Regions from separate parts of the Macaca mulatta genome. Here region 1 is linked to region 2. A link is a contact called in public Hi-C data. All regions are on one chromosome and are shown on one strand. Each heading gives the region's core, a stretch centred on a gene start, on an enhancer-like site or on the middle of the called end of the contact. The rest is flanking DNA. Distances are from core to core; before and after follow the strand shown. Region 1 overlaps RBFOX2 (RNA binding fox-1 homolog 2). Region 2 overlaps RBFOX2 (RNA binding fox-1 homolog 2).

What was found. Hi-C and Micro-C count contacts between places; a contact is called where the count stands out from the background.
Region 1: a contact with region 2 is called in a Hi-C map of fibroblasts, with 4 times the contacts expected there. The contact joins two enhancer-like sites. A contact is called at or near these places in 2 of 14 Hi-C or Micro-C datasets (fibroblasts and liver).

What each region holds. Positions count from the first base shown.
Region 1 is chr10:15,791,443-15,798,006 of T2T-MMU8v2.0, forward strand. It overlaps RBFOX2 (RNA binding fox-1 homolog 2), which reads left to right. Exons shown (of 14, transcript NM_001261516.1): 13 at 97-169; 14 at 1,820-6,564. The coding sequence ends at 1,864. Among named protein-coding and RNA genes, the nearest start is that of APOL5, 32 kb to the right of the region's middle. Within about 2 kb of position 3,384, at least 2 of the 40 cell types and tissues checked have an H3K27ac peak or open chromatin away from gene starts, as enhancers often do.
Region 2 is chr10:15,697,314-15,703,546 of T2T-MMU8v2.0, forward strand. The region is part of intron 2 of RBFOX2 (RNA binding fox-1 homolog 2); the gene reads left to right. Among named protein-coding and RNA genes, the nearest start is that of APOL5, 130 kb to the right of the region's middle. Within about 2 kb of position 1,373, at least 11 of the 40 cell types and tissues checked have an H3K27ac peak or open chromatin away from gene starts, as enhancers often do.

The DNA of each region.
Region 1 (6,564 bases), core at 2,134-4,633, 96 kb after region 2:
ACCAAGTGACTCACAAGTCTTTAGCACAGTAATCCCTTTAATTTTTTTAGATCACACACTTTTCTTTATCTGTCTGATTGTGTTTCTTCTTTCCAGTTATGGCAGGGTGTACACAGCCGACCCCTACCATGCCCTTGCCCCTGCCGCTAGCTATGGAGTTGGCGCTGTGGTAAGTATATAATACACCATTGTTTTATAAAACCATTTTACCCCTTCTTTTACCCATAGACTACAGAAGATCTAGGGAGGTAGTAAACTTAGCCTTTCATCCTCCATCAAGGTATTAAAGCCACACAGATCTATTCATGGCACCCTCTTTATTTGTATGTTATTGTAATGTGAGCCACATGGCCTAGTTAAGGGCAGCAGAAAGGAATGACCACTGATAGTGTGCCCCGAGCAGTGGCATCATTTGTGAGAGTAATAGGGGAACTGGCGAGTGTTTTCTATTGGTTCAAATATTGAGTGCATACCTGTGGCATCGTTTCATTATCGGTGTTGGGAAAGGAGCATGGAGCATAAGGCTGTAGTATTCACAGTAAGCTTTTCAAAAACCTAAGTTTCAAATACAAATCTAAAGGATGTCTCTGCTCTTCCTGAGCCTTCTGGTAGATAGTACTAGAAATTCCCAAGTGAACGCTTTATAGGATATTTCATTGATTATTGATAACAACTGTGGCAAAATATAGTGTTTTTGATAAAGTATCGAAGAAGTCTGTAGAACTAGCATAATTTCTTCTGACCAACCACCTCACTGCAACATTATTGTGTTGGCTTCGGTGCCTCCAGTTTCAGTGATTAGGACTCACAGGCTGCAACAAAGGTAGGCCGTTCCACAGTGACACCTCTGCCAGCCTTGCTCTCTAATTCAAAATGCAACTGGGCAGCTGCCTCTGAACATGGCAGAGTTGTTTGAAAAGGAGACAGAATGAAGTGTAAAATGTAAGACCTAAAGGAATATGAGGAAGTTACTTCTCACACCAGATTTCTACTGATGAAGATTTGTGGAAGGAAGGAATAGGGGCCCTGAGGGAATGTATGTTTGTAAGGGAAGTAGAGCAGTACAATATAAAGGCAGTGGTGGAAGTTCCTGAGGTTTTATTTTGTCCTAAAATGATATAAGTCCTATGCTAAAAGAATGACCTGAGAAAGATGCATTCCTGGGAAACTTGTAATTGAAAGAGATAAGCCATTAGATAAAGTCATTTGATAATGGAATAAAGCCTAGTTAAAACCCCAACTAGATATATAAATGTGAATATGTCAAGAAACAGCCTAGTTGGTGTGCTTTGTGGATGATAGAGGAACTAGACTTTATTAAAGACTGACTCAGGTTTAGATGCAGCACCATCTCAAACGTGGGCTGTGACCGCACATGGCAGGGATCGTGTCGGAAGTAACGTGCACTGCAGATGGGTCATATGTGAGAAGGGGAAACTGGGGATGTGTTTTCCACCAGGATTATAGGCTGTATCAAGGTAAACAAAAACCTGTGCTTTTAAAAATCACACTCTTGGCAGAACTAGTTTTCAACTGTATATTGTTTCCCTTCTGTGCTAATTCATGTAAATGATGAAATGAAATGTTGTCATACTCTCTTTGAGAATATCAGGTCAGCAGTAAATGTGTTGGGCTCTGGTGTGAGCACCTCACAAGCAGAAGTTGGTTTCTGACTTTACTGCACAAGGCAATGCTTGATCAGTTGCTTTGAGGCTTTGAAGGAGGCTGTGTTTCCAAATCCCTCTCTGGACATTTTTCTTCACTGTTAATGCTTCTCTCATCAACCTTTTAATTATTTTTATCTCTTTAATTACTGCAGGCGAGTTTATACCGAGGTGGCTACAGCCGATTTGCCCCCTACTGAAGTGACGTGAGACCCCTGCAAATGGGACAGCCCCCCAGTTCATGAGGCCTGGCTATTGCAATATTTACTAGTAGAGGAACTCTATAGCAAGATGAAGAGGAAAAACAAACAAACAAAAAAAAAAAACACAAAAAAAGAAAGAATACTTTTTTATACCTCACTATGTTCTTTGAATATGTATTTTTTCCTTTAAATTTCTGCCTTTAATTCTTTTGTTCCAAAGATTGTGCATTTTTTTCTTTTTTTTTTTAAACTGTGGTAAAAAAAAAAAAAAATTAATGCATTTCCATGTCTGTACGTCCGTGCTTAGCTTATTCTATCAATCACGGAAGAGGCAGTCAAGGAGGGAGAGCTGCATTGATTAGGAGCTGATCAATGCATCTGATCAGAAATCAGCAGACAGAATTACCAAAGTGTACCTGGTGCTGAATGGCTGGGGGACAAGCAGAAGTGGGAGAGATCTTTCCGCAACAGGATGTTCTTCTCGTCTTCTGAGTTTCTGGTCTTTTGACAGGCAGTTCTGGTTGGCTGTGGCTGGAATCCACATGCTGATAGATAGGAATTTGTGCTTATAAAGCAGGAGAATTAAAAAGACGCTTTCCTCTCCTCTTCCCTCCTGTCTTCTCCATTCTTTTTACAATCATCTTACACGCACAGCCTGAGACAGTTGGCATCGTTTTTGGAATTATAGTATTGATATTTCCAAACGTGCTCTCAGACTGTGGATAATAAACACCTCATTAGGAAACCGATCTCGGAGTGAACTCTGGAGTATGAAAAAGATCATTTCTTTTTGTTCCTGCAACTTAGCATTCTTTCTGGGCTTCTTCTCCTTTAATTGAACCACAGCTTAGCTCATGTATTCTTTTATTAACATCCTGCTCTCATGTCCATAAGATTCAGGAATTCAGGACCCAGGGACAGAAAGATGAATAAGCCAGTGACCAGATTTCCCCCAGATGTCTGGGCACCGCTTGAGGATTAGAAGTACAAAGTGTTCACAGCCATTAAAGAGGGTGAGGAAGAGAAAAGGAGTATTAGAAGATCTGGTATTTCTTACTTTTTTCTTGCCTTAGAAAGTACAAAGTTTAAAAAACAGCATAAAGAATCTGCTGGGGAAAGATAGAGTACCAGGTCCTAGGTCAGCAGTCCCTGGAAGTTTTGGTGATGAGGACATGGAAGGGCAGGCAGAGGCACTTTGTACTTGCTCCAAAGCCATAGGAATTTTCATCTTCCAGAGCCTTTATGAGTCACTTCTCTATCCACAGTCTTGAGCCCTGTGGCTGTCCTGCCAAGCTTCTCACTGTCCTCCAAAAACACCCAGCTGAGCACCCGGACCACTTTGTGTACATTAACACTACAGGACATAAAACGCGGAGGCCCTGAGATTGCTGCCCTCCCATATTGGAAGGAGGGTCTGAAATGGCAAGGGTCTTCTGTATCGCCAGGAAGAGTCATGCAGTGAGTCACTGCCGTTGCCATCTGGCTGTAATTTTCTGTGTTATCAACGTAGGAGAGAGAGTTTCTCTTCTAGCTATTAGATAGAACTGATCAAAGCAAGTGTCCTACAGCATTTCCCAAATGAAGGCATTAGGAAATAGAAAAGCACGGTCTTTTTGGCTCCCTGGTCTATTCACATTGGTACTAGGGTGACCTTTCACCCAAGGGACAGCTGCTAAAGGGAGTAATTCAGAGACATGGAGCTTCTGGTTTGTTATGGGTTTGTTTTGGGTTTGTTTTTTAACTCCTGCCTCCACACATGTTCTTGACTGATAACTGACTCATGTCCCTGAATTAAAATGACTGACCTACGACAGCATCAAGCATTCTTTGTAAGCAGAGTGATGCGTCTGAGAGGGCATTGGCCTGTCGCGTAGAATACATATCCTCTCCCCCTTCGGAATCCTGTCTCGCCTCATAACTGGGAGAGAGGCTGTGCCTGAAACTAGGGGTGATGTCAAGGAAGCTAGAGGCCTCGATGCAATTATTACTCATCCTGGGGAGGAGGACGGAGACTAAGGGGACACCAACGGCCCAGTCCATTGGGCATTTTTAAGGATCCCCCCACCCCAAGCCAAAGTTTGGTTTGTTGCTGTTAAGACAATTTTTGTTGTATGTATATAAATATTTTAGTTAGAGGAGTGGGGAATGGGATGCGGGCTTTCACAGTTCTAGGGAATGGGGGCAGGGAGGATTTTGCTTTTGCTTTTGCTTTGAGGGAGAACTTTAGCTGACTGAAAAAACAAAAGTTTGAGGTCATGATCACAAAGGGGCCATTCCCAAAAGATGGCAAGCCACGTACTCAATGGAGACTAGGCCAAATTCTAAATGGTTGTATCCCTAGCAGGGGAGAATAGGAGAATGAGTTTAAGTGTTTTTCTCTTCTTTTTTCCTAGAAGGAGGTAAGGATAATAGGAAAGGTAGAGAAGGCAGCTCCCACAGACCTTTTAAGAGAGGCAGAATCTTGAGCTTGAGGCACCTTGAGTGCATCTCAGTTCAGCTGGTTCTGGCTGAGGCCTCCAAAGGCAAGCTCTGTGCTTTCCAGTGGTTTGTGCTGCATTTCCAGGGATGGTGTTTGACCCCGCTTCCTCCAGCTCCCTTTTCTAAGAAAGAATAGATGGAGTTCTGCTTTTTATGAAAGGGTCTTTGGTTTTCAAGTGTCAACACTGAGAATTGGGGCTCTTACAAGCATCTAGATGTCACAGCATCAACCTCGCCATCACCATTTGAACTTTGAGAGTCAACTTCACCAGAGGCAGGTTGCTCAAAGCAGCACTGCTTGTCTGTTCCTGACTCTGGTTCTCACTGTATTGAGAGAGTCAGAGGAGTCTGGCATTTCGTGAGTTTGTTAGAGGATGCTGGCTGATAATTCCGGAAAACTCACCGATGCTGAATCACATGCATGATTCTTTCTCAACTTTACTATAGTTCATGACCTGGACTTTCTGTACTCTTGGAAGCTGGGCTCCTTAAAGGAGACCTCTAGTGAAAACCTTTATCTCCACGTCCCTCTTTTAGCCCAGAGAGCTGCCCAAAGGCATTTTCCAGAATTCCTTGTGTCTCTTAGTTCAATTTCCATTAACTCAGATCAGCCGTTGTGATTCACCATTTGTCAGCCTCTCGGGTTTCACAAAACCTACTACCACCATCATCCTCCAACAGCCACAGTCTGAATTGAGCCAACATTTTTTTTTTTCTTTGAGAAAGAAGTGGACTGGGGCACAACTTTTAGTCTGAGGGGAGCTAGTGGAAATCTAGACGATCGAAATCATCGATAGCAGCCTTTCCTCAAATGTGTGACTCCTCAGGGGCTGAACTGCTCTTAGCTTAGAATTATGCTTTACTAGAGATCCAGCAGAGAAGTGTGTTAATCACTACCATCCCGTGACTAGTTACATAGCTTCCAGACATGAGGGAGACTGATACCAAACAGGGACGGAAGCAACCCCAAGGATATGCAAGAAGGGCATGATGAGCCCCCTTCCCTCTGGCAGGAGAACAAGGCCAACCAAGGGACAGACTGGAAAGCGCTTAGATGTTTAAGGAGGGAAAAGGGGAAGCTTTGGCGAGCCCTCCCCTTCTGCCAAGCTCAGCCAGTTCTCTGCTGCTTGCAACCCTCTAGCACAGTGACATTTGCAGAATTGCAGATTTTTTCCCCCAGATACTAGGAGGAAAGGGACTTTGGGGGGTGGGGAAGGGGTCGTGGTGTTTTAAAAGCATAAGTTACCTGTTTGCACTGTTTTAAGATAGGAAAAAAATAGTGGGCAAGGTGAACATCAGACGTAAATTTGTGTGTTTTTATTTTGTCATGCTCTTGAAAATGTTTGACCATTTGTAGTATACACAGTGAAACTTGATTCTCTGTTGCATAAAACACTATATTTTTTTGGAAATGTTACTGTCCAAAAGCCTCTTCCCTCCCTTTCCTTTTCCTGTGTACTTCCTTCATACTTGCTTTACTGATCGGCCAGGCAATAGCCATCCAAGAGCTAGAGCATGAAACAGGGCCCTTTCCAAGTAGGCTCTGGGTGTCCTAAGCCAGCGTGTGCCCTCTGGTTCGGTGAGCGTAGTAGAGTCCCTGGCACCTTTCTTTGCAAACAAGGCTTACAGACCAGACTGCAGCAAGTTGTCAAATTCCTCGATCGGATGCACTAGGAGTGAGGAGCCCAGGGATGGAGGGGATTCCTGAAGTGTTGCAGTTGGCTGTGGTAGCTGAGTTCTTTTCCATGTTACCGAAACTGTAGCCAGTTACAGTTTACTCAGGAAAACGGTAGATCAATTCAGCCATGGTAGTGCTGGTCGGCAGGGATTGGTAACGGAGAGAACTGCTTAGCAGCCAAAACTCAAGCCTTGCCTTTTAGGAGGCCACCGGCAGAGGGACTTGGTCCTCCTTGTCTGGCACTTGCGTCCATGCCAGCGACCTGAGGACTGCACTCACACTGGCGAGCAAGAAGGGAACAGTGATTCTCTTTTCTCTCCCCACCCCCTGCCCTTTGTCACCAACACCAGTTTCCCAGGGGGTACATGAGTTTTTGAATTTTTAAAACATGTGTTTTGGTTTGGTTTTTCCGGGGACTGATAAGTGCTTTAAGCAATGTCCATAACCCGTCAAGACTCCCAGCTTAGTCATTTTCTTGTATTTTTCTGTTCACAGTATTTGTGTGTGTGCTTGTTTTGGCAGCTCATTTTGGCTGTATTAT
Region 2 (6,233 bases), core at 123-2,622:
GTGGTTGTAATAATTAGTATTTAAAGGAGCCATAATTTTAGGAAAGAAGTAGAAGAAATAAATGGAAACTGGAAAGAGAGATTCTGGGGTGCCTAATAATTCTTATAATAAAATCACCATGTTTTATCAGGATGTGCTAAATATTGAAGAAAAGTTATGAGTTTTTTGCCCATCCTGAAATTATACAACTGGAGAGGATAGAATATCAAATTTGAGAATTTTCAGTATTCCAGCCTATTTGTTTTGTTGTATATACCTTCTGTGTTAATGTAATGTACATAGTTGTTAGTAATCTAGGGGGAAAAATTCAAAGGAAATAACCAGCTGGGCCAAATCTTTCATTTGTCCTGTGGTTGTGTTGTGTTGTGTTGTGCCTGCATGTGTGTGTGTGTATGTTTGTGTTTGAGCCAGACATCCAATCCCAACATTTGATAATGACCTGTCACATAAGCTTTCTCAATATAGAATGTCTATACTGATGGTTACGGCTGGGTTATCAAAGTTAAATGGTTTATTACAACGTAAGAGAGATGTTTGGATATGTTTTCACTGTTTTGCTACCTAGGTTCTTTGCATCTTCAGATGATACCATTTCTATAGTCCCCAGTTTCCATTGCTCAGTTGTCGGAAAAGGGCTTTCAGTGGATGACTTTTTCATCATACCATATTAGATCCTTGTCAGTATTTGCACAGTGTATGCACTTTATTACTACATATGCACTTTATTACTACTTTTATAGGGCCTGTTTTTGTTTTAATTAAAACTGCTCTGTCGTTTATAGTAAGTAGTCAGTGCTCTGCTAAAAAGCAAATGGCAATTTAATCACAAAATTCTAATATAGCAGATAGACATGCTTATGTGATACATAAAACATTAATTTTATCGGCTGTTCATGTATATGTTGTAGGAGTATTTCACTGAGATCTCTTATTTTTGGGCATAATGACCAGATTATTGCATCTCATATTTATGAAAATAGCAACGTAGAATATGAAGGAAAGATAAATCATTCTTGTACTATGTGTAAAATTCGAAAAACAAAATTGCAAATGACTTCAACACTAATTAGTAAAAAATAAATGTTTAGCCAAACTCAAACTCAGTTATACTGTCTATTGTTGAAAGGGCAAGTGGACTAGGCAGAGAGGAAAGGATTTTACAGTATGGATGTGAAAGAAAATTTTTGTACTCTACTGTGGTATAAGACTGCCAGTTTCTGTGGAACACAAAGCCCTCCCTTTCTTGGACAGCTCAGTGCTTTGCTGGCATTTTCTTCAAAATCTGTTTTCCATCAGGACCAAGAGGAGGGAAGGTGTTAGGAATAAGGGAGGTTGGAAAGGGGGTTGCTGTTCCTTTAAATAGTGCAGTGAGTCCATGTGGCAGCAGGCCGCTCTGGAGTGTATTCTTTTGTAATGAATCACCAGTTCCATTGTCTGCTATCTCCCCTCTTTGTAGCTGGAAGGCTGAAGTCTTTCACCTGAGCTGCTGCCAGTTCGCTCTTCTGTTCCTGGGTGGTTGGGAGAAGAGAAGAGGGAGGGTATTTTATGCTTTAATTAAAGACAGATAAGAGAGCAGGTATGTTTTGCTTTGTTTCATTTTCTCTTTTCCTGTTTTTGTTTGTCTGGTTTTTGAAAGGAATTGGAGTAGAGAATCTATTCTGTGATTTTGCTAAGCATATCCCATTTTCTCTGAATTCTGGAGGTCCTCACAGCATTTAGTCTCCATTTTGTGGTACTGCTTTAAAGTGATTCCATTCGGTTGCCTGCCAGTCATGCTCCCTTGCCACTCGAACCTCATCCCACCCTTCATCCACGCAGCTGCAGCCACACTGTTTGTTTTGGCACACTATCCACTTTCTATGGGCTTTGCAGGATTTGGGGAGTTGGAGGATAGGCGAGGATTGTGGGTTGGAGACTAAATTTATGTTCCTTTACAATGAAAAAAAAGCCTCACTTTTTCCAGAGATTTGGTTTCTTTCTGAATTCTTCTTCATTGCTCCATATCTTTAGTTATAACCATTTCCTCGCCGAGGCCAAGATTGTCTCTTGAAAAGTATCGCTTTTCTAAAAATTACTTAACTTTCTTGAAAAGATACCCAGAATTTCATAAATGAAGCTATGATGAAATCCAAGCACTCTTGACTCATTAAATTGTTTTTTCCGTCTTAGTCACCCCCTAATCACACACACTTTTTTCTTTCTTTTTTTGCCCCTTTTCTCTTTTTTTCCCTTTATCTTTCTCCTTAGTTTTGCAGTTGGGTCTAGGTAAGCTTAATATTTGACAACCTACTACTTAAATTTGTATTGCTACAGAAGACATCTTCATATTGAACGGTAATGACATTCCTCATTCCTCTCAGTGATAAGGCGTAAGCTCAAATTCCTGGTTTTGTTCCTCCAGTTTTCTATTCTCCCCTGAGAAATTCCACACTCTGATCTACACAGATTGCCATATGCAAACAATTTTATCTCTCTCAAATTTGAACTTTTCATCATGGAATTCCTTACCTAGGGATTGTTTCTTGGACATCTGTTTATAATAGACAGATAGTTTCTGGGAACCAGTCATACTAGATGCTACAGCACCCTTTACCCACCCTGGTCTCCTTCTGGTATACCGTTCCTCTCTGGGATCTGACATTATTGGTATCCCACACGTTCCCTTCTGAAGTCATAATTCCTCACTCTTTGTTTTCAACATTTCCAAACCACTGTCAAATCTTTTTTGAACGTTTCCTCCCAACATTTTGTATGTGAAATCTGCCAGGCACAAATAGAAGGCTCCCCTGCAGTAAATATTTTGCTCTTTTGATTGTAGCACCCTTCTTAGCGGGCTCCAGTGTTCAGCCTCTTCTAGGCGGTCAGAAATGCTGCATTCTGCCATCACGATGTATTGTGTCTATTTCCCAGACTCTTACATGTTTCTCTATTACTATTAGAATGATTAAATTCAGGAAACTAATTCATTAGAGGTCATTGCCAGAGTGAGTCATTTAAAATGCAAGTCTGATTTTGTCATTCCTGTGTTTATACCTTGCAGTTGCTCCCCTTCAGTCTCTGAATAAAATCCTGTGACCCTGCATGATCAGAAATCTGGCTGTCTCTCCAGCCTCATCTCCTGCCATCCTTTTCTTGCTGTATTTCATTCTAATGACCCTGGCCTCTTTGCTCTTCTCTTAACATACCTGAGACCCTCCTTCTTAGGACCCTTCTGCTTTGCTGCGTGCCCAAAATGCTCTTCCCACTGGTACCCATGTGGTTTGTTCTACTCTCGAATATTTCTTCTCAAGGGAGACCTTTCCCTTAACTTTCCTAGCTTAAACCAGCACTCCCTCGTCACTCCTACCTTCATTCTGCTTTTTCTTCACTTGTCACTGATTTTAGTTCTTATCATTGATTGTTATGTGTTTGTTGTCTGTCTCCTCCCCAACCCTGAACAGAAGCTCCCTGAGATCAGGATCCTCGTCAGCAGTCTGTTGTATTCCCAGTGTGTAGAACAGTGCCCGGCACATAGTCATAATAAAAATAGCTAATCTTTATATCTGCTGATGATGCATTAATATCAGATACTGTTCTAAGCACTTTACCCTCATTAACTCATTGAGTCCTCTCAGTAACCCTGTGTTATCTCCATTGTACAAAAGAGGAAACTAGGCATATGATGGTTAAGTAACTTGCCCAAGTTCAGACAGCTGCTAAGATATCTTGTGGGGAATGATATCTAGACAGACTGGCTTAGAAATTGGTATTCTTAGCCACTGTATGCTACCCCTTGTAGGTATTGGGTATTCAGTAAATATTTGTTGAATGTGTGAATAAATTAATTTAGTTGAGACTCTGATTCATTTCTGAAATTTCCATCCCTGACTTAAGACTTTGATAAAACACTTGCAGTAACGGAATTCATTGTTGAATAAAATGGCTTCATTATTATAATATGTAATAAAGTATATATTATTTTATGATAAAAATATTAATATTGTCTAATAATAATACTAAATAATAATGCAGAGTACATACTGTGCATTAAGCACTGTCTTAAGTGCTTTACATATTTTAGGACATTTATTCCACTCAGCAGCCTTATCTACTTACTCAGCAGTACTGTTAATGTCCATGTTGTAGAAATTAGGAAACCCAAGGAGTTTGGCTCCAGCATTTCTGTTCTTAACCACCACTAATAATGACTGTTATTAAAATAAGTTTTTGGTTTTGCTTACCTACTCTGTGCCAGTCAATTTTACATACATAGCACATTTACAAACATAACTATTCACATTATGTATCACTGGTCAGTCATCTTTGAGGTAGGTGAGGTTTTTCCCATTTTTTGCATGAGACTTTGAGATTCTAGAGGTCAGGCAACCTGGTGACTCTGGAAACAGAGAGAGATAGGTTTCAAACTGGAGATCTATTTAGTCCCAAATTCACATGCTCTTCCATTATACTGTGAGCCTCATAAGATAAATAGTTCCATTGTTGGCCATGAAAAGTAGAAAAGTGTTCTTTATGAGCTGAAATCTGTTTTCATTATTGTCTTCTCATTCCTTCTCGATTTCTCATCTGGAGTTACATTGAGTGGTTTCATGTCTTCTACATAAAATCCAAATATTTGAAGATACTGCTGAATGTTCCCTTTAATCTTCTGTTGCCTTGCTTATTTTTCCTACTTCCTTGAATTATTCCTCATAGATATGAAAACATACGGTTTCCAGAATGTTTACTGACTGTCCTGGACTAATTGCATTAATTTATATGGATGATTTATCATTTATGTCTAATTGCTAAGTAAAAATATCAATTATGATTACTTTTTAAGTTTTATTGGTACATAATTATACATATTTATGGAGTACTTATGATATTTTATACATGCATACAATGTGTAATGATCAAATCAGTAATTAGGATACCCATCACCTCAGATATTTATCATTTCTTTGTATAGAGAATATTTCACATCTCCCCTTCTAGCTATTTTGAAATACATAATAAATTATTGTTAACTATAGTCACTGTGTGTCGAATATTAGAACTTCAACTTCCGCTTCCACTTCCTCTTCCTCTTCTTTTTCTTCTTCTTTTTTTTTGGAGACTGAGTCTCACTCTATTGCCCAGGCCAGAGTGCAGTGGTGCGATCTTGGCTCAGATCTCGGCTCATTGCAGTCTGCACCTCCTGGGTTCAAGTGATTCTCCTGCCTCAGCCTCCAAAGTAGCTAGGACTGCAGGTGCACGCCACCACGCCTAGCTAATTTTTGTAATTTTAGTAGAGACAGCATTTCACCATGTTGGCCAGGCTGCTGTCGAACTCCTGACCTCAAGTGATCTGCCCACCTCTGCCTCCCAGAGTGCTGGGATTACAGGTGTGAGCCACCGCGCCTGGCCAAGAACTTATTTATTCTAACTGTGTTTTTGTACCCAGTAACCAACCTCTCTCCATCCCCTGCCTCCTTCCCAGCATTTGGCAAACATCATTTTACAGTTATGAGTATTAAGTATCATATCTTTGTTATAAATGTTGTTTTATGATAACATGTTTGGCTTTAGTCAGTTTCTTTTTTGTGTTGTTTTTGAGACAGGGTCTCACTCTTTCGCCCAGGCTAGAATGTAGTGGCATGATCTTGGCTCACTGCAACCTCTGCCTACTGAGTTCAAGTGATTATCCTGCCTCACCCTCCCAAGTAGCTAGGACTACAGGTGTGTGTCACCATGCCCAGCTAATTTTTGTATTTTTTGGTAGAGTTAGGGTTTCACCATGTTGGCCAGACTGATCTTGAACTCCTGACCTCAGGTGATCCACCTGCCTTGACCTCCCAAAGTGCTGGGATTACAGGCATGAGCCATTGCGTACAACTGGCTTTAGTCAGTTTGTATAGCGTATTGAACATCTAGTAGTGTTGGCAATTTACAGTTCCAAAAATGAAGGGATAATACCTTGAACTCCTAAAAAGAATAAATAGAATATTGTTTTTCTGTCCACTATAAAGCATGCTCTCAGCTGATTGGCAGGAATCTACCTGTCTTTTAATCTCTGAGTCTTGCCCTGATCCCTCAAAGGTTACTGTCACTGAGTAATGGAAGTCAGTGATTATTTTACGATATTATAAATGAATGCTTTTATGTCCACAGATGATACAACTGTATTCTTTTTTCCTAATGTTAATTATGATTCCTTGTAAGAAGTTTGGAAGAGACAAACTGGGACTTAAGTGAAGGAGATTGGGTTTTGAAAA